Linked DNA regions of Rattus norvegicus: region 1 is linked to region 2. Evidence: chromatin contacts called from public Hi-C data. All regions are on one chromosome and are shown on one strand. Each heading gives the region's core, a stretch centred on a gene start, on an enhancer-like site or on the middle of the called end of the contact. The rest is flanking DNA. Distances are from core to core; before and after follow the strand shown. Region 1 overlaps LOC120099257 (a long non-coding RNA gene). Region 2 holds the start of Ap1s2 (adaptor related protein complex 1 subunit sigma 2).

Region 1 (3,982 bases), core at 1,271-3,770, 80 kb before region 2:
TTCTCTAATGGAATGACAATTCTGGAGATATAGCCTGTCTGATACAATTAGAATGTAGGTTTGTAGGAAAAGTTGCTTCACAGTCCCCTTGGGCGGGAGAATGTGTATCCTTAGCTATGAAAATATCAGTGCGAATAAAAATCAGTGAGAATAAATGTACAATTTTAACATTTTCCTATCAGAAAGATTGTCTTATGATTTTCACATTAACCAGTGATTTGAAGCCCAGCATCTTTTGGAATAAATTTCTTTCTTTAATACGGAACATGGAATAATCAAGATCAGGGACATTATCTTTTGTAGTCTTTGATAGAAAAAACAGATAATAGTAGGGGTGATTATCAGTGAATGCTCACTGATTTATAGAAGTGTATAGAAGTGTTTGTGTGTGTGTGTGTGTGTGTGTATACAGCTTTTGGGAGCTGGTTCATTCCTTCCACCATATGGTGCCTGAGGATTGAACTTAAGCCATCAGACTTAGCGACAGATGCCTTTAGCCTCTGAACCATCTCACCAGCTCAGGGTCTATAGGTGCATTTGTCTAAATAGGGTCTTCACAGCAGAGAAGAATCAGAACTGGGCATAAGGACATAAGCTTCCTAATAAGACATCCTTGTTCAGAGATACTCGCAGGTCCATCACAGGTTTGATTTCCTATGACTGAAGACCGATATAATCTGTCTGTCTGTCTGTCTGTCTGTCTGTCTGTCTGTCTGTCTGTCAGTCTGTCAGTCTGTCTGCGTGCGTGCATGCATACGTGTGTGTGCGTGTGTGTGCGTGTGCGTGCGTGTGTGTGTGTTTCTGTCTCCTCTCCTCTCTGTCTCTTCTCTGTCTCCCTGTCTCTCCCAGTGTCTCTGTCTTGGTCTCTTTGTCTCTTTCTGTCTCTGCATCTCTGTCTCTGTCTATCTGTCTGTCTGTTTCTCTGTCTCTATGTCTCTGTCTGTCTCTCTGTCGGTCTCTGTGTCTCTGTGTTTCTCTGTCTGCCTCTGTCTCTGTCTCTCTCTGTCCCTGTGTCTCTGTCTCTATCTCTCTTTGTCTCTCTCTGTCTCTGTCTCTCTGTCTTTCTGTGTCTCTGTCTGTCTCTGGCTCTCTCTGTGTCTCTCTCTGTGTCTCTGTCTCTCTCTGTCTCTGTCTCTCTGTCTCCTCCCACCCCCATTTCTCACTGTATAGACCAGCTTAGTCTTGAACGTGCAATGATCCTCCTGCCTGTATCTCTCAGGCACTGGGATTACAGGTTGCAGGCTCCACATCCCATCAGGCCCAGGGAATATTTCTCTCTCATCAGTCCTTTGAATTATTGGTTCGTCAGTCCCTATCTCCAGTGGAATCCCTCCTCCATAAACACTGCTTTTATTCTTTAAAATAACATAAATTTCTCTCCACTCCCTGCATTGTTATCACTTGATCCAGAGAAATGATAAGACTACATGGAAGTCAATTTCAATGTCATTCTGCATCAAGAATAATCAGAAAATACCTCCCTCAGCCTGTAATTTTATACTATTTTAAGTGAATTTAAGAATATTAAAGGCTTCATTTTGTATTACTATATTAGCTCAGCACATTAAATATTATGCATATATTGTATAAAAGGCGAGAATAATAAACAGGAGAAAAGGAGCTGAATTTAAAAAAAAAACTCAGTGACTTTAACACGTATTTTAACTAAATGAATAATTCAAATCTGTCTCCTGGCACCAGAAAAAACATTCTAGAATATTTTTCAGAGATGCGTTTTGGTTATTTGATATTTCGTGACACAATAAGTCTTAGCAATATTCAAATGGTTCATTAAAAGTGAAGGATGACTAGCTCAGGGGCTTCCAGAAGCCCAGAAGAAAGACATGACTTAAGAAGAACATGTGCGGTTTCTCCCACAGTCAGATGTAAATATTTTAAAGTTATATTTGAAATGCCTGTGGTGTGCTATATTACAAATGAGGAAATGATGTGTGAAATTAAGTGAATTGCTGAGTGATCAACCAGTTTAAGTGTGTCAAATGGAATCGTCACCAAACTGGTAATATAGCGTTAATTACTCTGAAGAGAGCTGTCCTAGAATTCATAAACTTTCTAAACAATGCAGAAACAGGCAAAGCTATGTGGATCAACATTTGCTGCAGATATTTTCCCAAATATCATATCCAAGTGAATGTAAGAATAGGACCATAGGCAATCGAGGGCCGATTGTCTGATACTTTACAAACTACCCAGTTGGAATTTTTGGTTTTAGTGACAACATGGGTCATGTGCAGCAGTTATTATCATCACTGTCCTCAATTTTCACCCATTATCTGAAGATAGTGATTGATTCCTTCTTCTGAAGTGTATATGGATGAATTTGAATTTGAAACATGCCTGGGCTGACTCATAAAATAGATGGTGATAAATTGGAGATATGTTTTCATTTGAAAATGTGTGAGTTAGAATCAAGAGCCATATTTGCTAAATTACAGACACAGACAAACAATGAGTAAGATTCAGGAATAATTGTAGGGTATCCATGGTTACAAAAAAGCCTGGTCAACACCCATTGTTCTATTCATACCTTGGGAAACACGTCACCAGGTTTCTATAAATAGAGAATAAATTCATCCATTTCCATTCTAATCTTGTAAATCTCCAATTTTCTCCACAATAAAGGAAATAGACTCTTGAGAATAATGGGGGGAAACTTGTGAGAGTATAGAATGGGCCTTGTGTTTGAAGGAAGTGTCAACATGGTTTTTCAAAAGTAAGATAAAGGGGGAATAATGGGGCTCCCTAAAATCTCATGTGGATGACTTTTTGGGGGAAAAGTGACCCCCAAATCTGAACAATCTTAAGCTACTTCTTAGGATACACACTCAATTTTAGATACAAAGCAAAAGGAAGATTTTGGTTAAATACATGTCAGGAGTTTGTTTCTTCGTTTGTTTGTTTAGAAAGGCCGAAAAGAATGAGATACTAAGCCAAACCAGTTGGTTCAGAGCTGTCACCCCAGCAATTTGGGAGGCCAAGGCAGGGCAATGTCAAGTTCAGGGTGGGCTTGCCCTAGGCAACTTAGTTAAAACCTTGTCTCAAAATTAAAATTAAGAAAAAAATGAAATGTTTTTGTAAGAATTCAGAGTAAGCAAGAAAAAGTGAATTCAAAACGCCGAATTCCAGACACACCCTAGAAATCAGAGGCACCAGGTACCTGTGAAGGCTGTGCACTGTTAGAAACGGTGGAGTTCGTTCTGTTACTATGCTCCCAGAAGTGCTCAGCTCCCAGCCCCAGCACCTTCTCCTTCACAGTTCTGAAACCCCTGACAACCACTCATTGATTTTGAGTGGAGATTGGCAGTGAAGCATCCAGGCCCTGTGTGAGGAACCTGACACTGAGGCCCATCCCTTGACAGTCTCCCACGGATTTCACTAAACAAAGCTCTGCTGAAATCTTGTTCACAAATTGATTTCCAGAACCCAGGTATGTGTCAAACACATTGCATACATTATATCATTTAATGTTCGAACTGAACCCATTAGTATTCTATTGTTATCTCCAGTTACAGATAATGAAAGGATGGTTAGAATAGAGACAGAAGCTCCATTTTATCTTTAAGCTTAACAGGCAGAACTATATAGTAAGATGTGGTCTCAGAAGAAAAAAAATGTTGAATAAAACGTAATGTTTAAAGGAGGGGTCACAAGACCTGGGGAATACTTGGCAGTTAATGGCTGCTGAGGAAAGGACAGATGCTTTTCAATGATAAGTCACCCATGTTGCTGCTATAAATAACCTGACACTTGTGTTCCTTTAAAGGCAATGGCTCTCAATCTGTGGGTCATGGCCCCTTTGGCAAACTTCTAGCTCCAAAATTATTTGCATTATCATTCATAACAGTAGCAAAACTACAGTTTCTGAAGCAGCAATGAAAATAGTTTTATATTTGGGAGAGCACCACAACATGAGGAACTTTATTAAAGGGGCTGCAGCTTTTGGAAGGTTGAGAACCACTGC
Region 2 (3,941 bases), core at 1,278-3,777:
TTCCACGTTAACATAAAGAAGGCAATATCACCCTGAAAACAAAGACAAAGGAATGATAAGATTATATATTGACATGACAGATGAAAAAGGTAGTAGGTCAGAGGCAATATATATATATACACATATATATGTGTATATATATTTATTTATTTAAAACAAACCCTACAATTTGAGAAATGTGGAAATCAAAGTCAAACTAGCTAATTACTAACAAAGATGGTAGCCGTGCTTCCTTTTGTCTTTCACAGTGAATGCACCATTAGCACTTCATACTAAGACTGGGGAATAAACCATCTATAATCTACTGAAAAAGACCATCTGCTTCTATAAATTTTGTACTCATATACTTGCCAAAGGAAGAGAACGTATTAACAAAATAATGGGCCCTGCTCTGTTAATTGTAGGTTGTTTGCAGTTTTGCTGTTGCTATTAGAATTTAATAAGCCATTCCTTCTGCTAAATTAATAAGCAGCCAAGATTATGTAATAGCTGCTTTCAGCTGCTAATTATTTTCCCATAATTCCTTCTCTACCCCAGCCCTTCCTTCTCTCTCTCTCCTCACTCCTCTCTCCTCTCTCTCTCCTCTCTCTCTGGCTAGGAACACAGAATGAAACTGCCAATTAGCAAGTCTCCCATCATTTCCCGAGCTACTACTAACCAACGTTAGTAACATATCCAATCAATTTAAACTTGGGAGGTGACTACTTAGGAACCTTGGAAGACAGGTGTTTTGCACACAAAAAGAAAAGGCAGTGTTTAGAATTAGAAGGCAGTTTTTCATTATGTAGTATTAGTGCTATCTGTGAATTGGCTAAAAAACATCGGTTCCTTGTATGAAGGAAGAGAAAGGACATTAGCATTTCAGGGGCATGTTTGAACAGGAAACAGAAATTTGGGCCGGGGGGGCCTAAAGACCCACCAAAAGCCAATTCTGCTTTTTGTTGCTCACTTTAGTATATTTCACTCACACGTGCTAATATGAAACTTTCCAAGCAGCATAGTATTGCTGGAAAAGGGGAAATATTCTAGTTTTATTTTTGCTAAACAAAAGCATTTACAAAATGACCTCAAATTCCTATCATATATGATCCTATTACATTGGTACTGTAAGACATAAAAATCAACATTGATCTCTAATAAGGGGTTTCTTTAAATTGAATAAACACAACTTCGCTAAAAATGTAGCATCTTTTCCCTTACATTGGTTAATTTACAATTCCTGTTTAGCAATCTCTGCAAAGAAAGGCATACCCAACAAATACTCAGTTCTGGCTTTTTTTTTTTTTTTTTTTTTTTGTAGGGACGGAGGTGACTGTAGTAATGAGTAGCATTTGACATGGGAAATCCATCGCTGCCCAAGCAAGGTCACCTAATCCCGTGGATCTCCACTCCCCTTATCTATAAATGATAAGTTGAACTAGATGATCCATCCATTCCAGCATTCAAATAAAACATAGAAATCCATCATATGCCCAGAACTAAGTCAACATTTCAGCTTTTAATAAATCTATCATTATTTTATAATTTTATTAGGCAACTCACATTTATCAGTGGTGTTAAAACCAGGCAGGGAGCTAGATTGTTAAACGAATAAAATCCAAGGTGCACTAAACAGAAGCATGTGGGTAAAAGAGGAATTCGTTGTTCCAGGGCTTTAGAGTGAGGCTTCATAGATGTGACATTAGAGGAAGGGCATGGCAAGCAGAGCGAGTCGTCAGCAAAGCTAAACTGGAACCCGGGTTGGGGAAGGTGGGGGCGAGACCGTGAGAAGGAAGCGGGATCTGGAGGACTAAGCGCTGTCTGGATTTTTGCAGCAGAGAGCGGACCACAACTCATCCAGTCCGCCGCACTGCTGGGCGAAGCAAGCCCTGCAGAAAGGCTCTTGCAAAGCTTGGGGCCAGAAGTGTCTAGGTTAGCTAGGGCTGTAGCACTGCGTTGGAGAGGAGGGGCCTCCTTGCAAACGCGGGCGCGAGCACCACGAAAGCGCTGACTTATTTTCCCCAGAGTTGCAGCACTCCTGTCCTTGCTCCCACCATCATCACCCACTGTCACATCTCCCCGTCCAACCCTCTGGGGACCCAGAGAGTCATCGGAGCTCGAAGTCAGCTCTTTGTAGTGCGGACCATCCTTAGCCTGCACCACGGGGTCAGCTAAGGGCGCCGCGGAACCCCATCACCCTGCCACTGAGGAAGCCAGGACAGCCGGGTGCGCTGCGTCCCCGCGGCACGGCCATAAGTACGCAGGCGTGCCGGCCACAGCCAAAGCCGCTTCCGGGTCACGTGGCCAGACTTCCGGCCCTCGCCACGCCTTCCCTGTGGCCATTTGACCAATCGGCTTCTCGTTCTTGCCGGCAACTGTGCTGACTCTAGAGGCGGTTGGCGCCCCCTCGGCAGCTTGGCGCGCGTCCTCTGGTCCGCCTCTCAGCTCACCGCAGCCTGGGCTCCTCCTTCGTCCAGCCTCCAGGGCGGGATCTGTTGGCTCGCCCTACCCTCGCCGCCTAAGCCTGCCCTCCACCAGACGGGTCCCCTCCCCGCGGCACCACGGCTTCCCTTCAACAGCCTGGCGACGGGGGCTTCCCCTCAGCAGCTGCCGGCGCCTCAGTCTCCGCAGCCAGCCAAGCTCCGCCGCGTCCGCGGCCCGCAGCCGCCGTAAGTGTTGAAGAAGTCCGCTGAGGTGGCAGGGATGGAAAGAGGGAGAGATGGCCGGGGCGCGCCCCCCGTTGCCCCGTGAGCGCCCCGACGACCCCACCCCGAGTCCTCTTGGGGCGCCGCGCCCCAAAACTCACTTCTGGCGGCGGTAGCGCCCCGCTCTCCACTCTGCGGCGCGCCGGTGATACGGGGGACGGTCCTGGGTTCCACGGGGACCCCGCGGCACCTGTGGTTCGCTGATCGCCTCAAGTTTGACGGGGTGTTTTGGGGAGGGGCCGGGGTGGTGGCGACCGAGGACTTGGCGCCCCTGGCGGGCCAGCGGATGCCATTGTCTCTCTCCACTCCTTGCCGGTCACATCGCCCAGCTTTGGGCACTGATGGAGTGTGGTCCCGGGAGGAGGGGAGGCGTCCAAGACTGCGGGACCCCAGGGATGCTGGACCAGAGCCCACTCCAAGGCTGAGCTCATTGTTGTTTTTTGTTTTGTTTTTGTTTTAATACCAATCTGGAGAAATTGTTGTCCCAGGATTTGAGGCAAAATCAAAGCGAGGGAAAAGGAATACTTGTGCCACGGGTTTCGTCCCATGTTAGCACATCATTTGTTTTGAGGAAAATGCTTGGTTTCTTCGTTCTACAAAGTGTTAGGGCGGATACTAGACCCCGTTACAGATAGCCTAGAGCACACCCCTGTCATTAGCAAACCGTCTCTCCTGGTCGAGATTTAAGAAAACCGATCGGTTCCTTTCCCAAGTTCTGTTAACGGTCGGCGTTCAATGTCCAGTTGATGCTTTACTTGCCGTTCTCTTCGATGCCGCTGTCTTAAGGACTTACACGGGTAGCACTTTGCTCTCAATGAATTATATAGAGTGTTGTGTGGAGTAATAGCCAATTTTAACTTTATTAAAGTTAAATGGCTACGCCATAAATATCCGGATGTTTTCTTGGTGCCTTTTTGTTATATTGTGAGGTGGTTTTCCTGTCGAAATTTAGAGCCAATTTGATTTTATATTAGTTACGTAAATTCCTCCTCCGTGTGTTCATGTTTAAGGTAGTGTGGTGAATATTAAGAATTGTCCTTGAGAGGATCTTACTTGCACTGTCACTGTTAAAGGAACTTAAAAAGGTTAAAACAGAACACTTATCCGAATTTTACCTTCAAATTAGCTTTACAATACAGCCCATTTTTACCAGTTGAATTATAAAATACATGCCTTAGAAAACAGACTGACCAACAGACATGCAAATGCTAAGTAAATCCATACAAATTAGCTTCAATATAAAATATACTTGAATCC

What was found. Hi-C and Micro-C count contacts between places; a contact is called where the count stands out from the background.
Region 1: a contact with region 2 is called in a Hi-C map of the A7r5 cell line, with 8 times the contacts expected there. The contact joins the enhancer-like site here to the promoter of Ap1s2 in region 2. A contact is called at or near these places in 3 of 12 Hi-C or Micro-C datasets (the A7r5 cell line, the Rat2 cell line and frontal cortex).

The regions. Positions count from the first base shown.
Region 1 is chrX:34,308,794-34,312,775 of GRCr8, reverse strand. The region is part of intron 3 of LOC120099257 (a long non-coding RNA gene); the gene reads right to left. Among named protein-coding and RNA genes, the nearest start is that of Rnf138l1, 61 kb to the left of the region's middle. Within about 2 kb of position 2,520, at least 1 of the 93 cell types and tissues checked has an H3K27ac peak or open chromatin away from gene starts, as enhancers often do. A contact at or near this core is called in the A7r5 cell line, where this site is marked.
Region 2 is chrX:34,229,270-34,233,210 of GRCr8, reverse strand. It overlaps Ap1s2 (adaptor related protein complex 1 subunit sigma 2), which reads left to right and starts at 2,527. Exons shown (of 5, transcript NM_001127531.2): 1 at 2,527-2,648.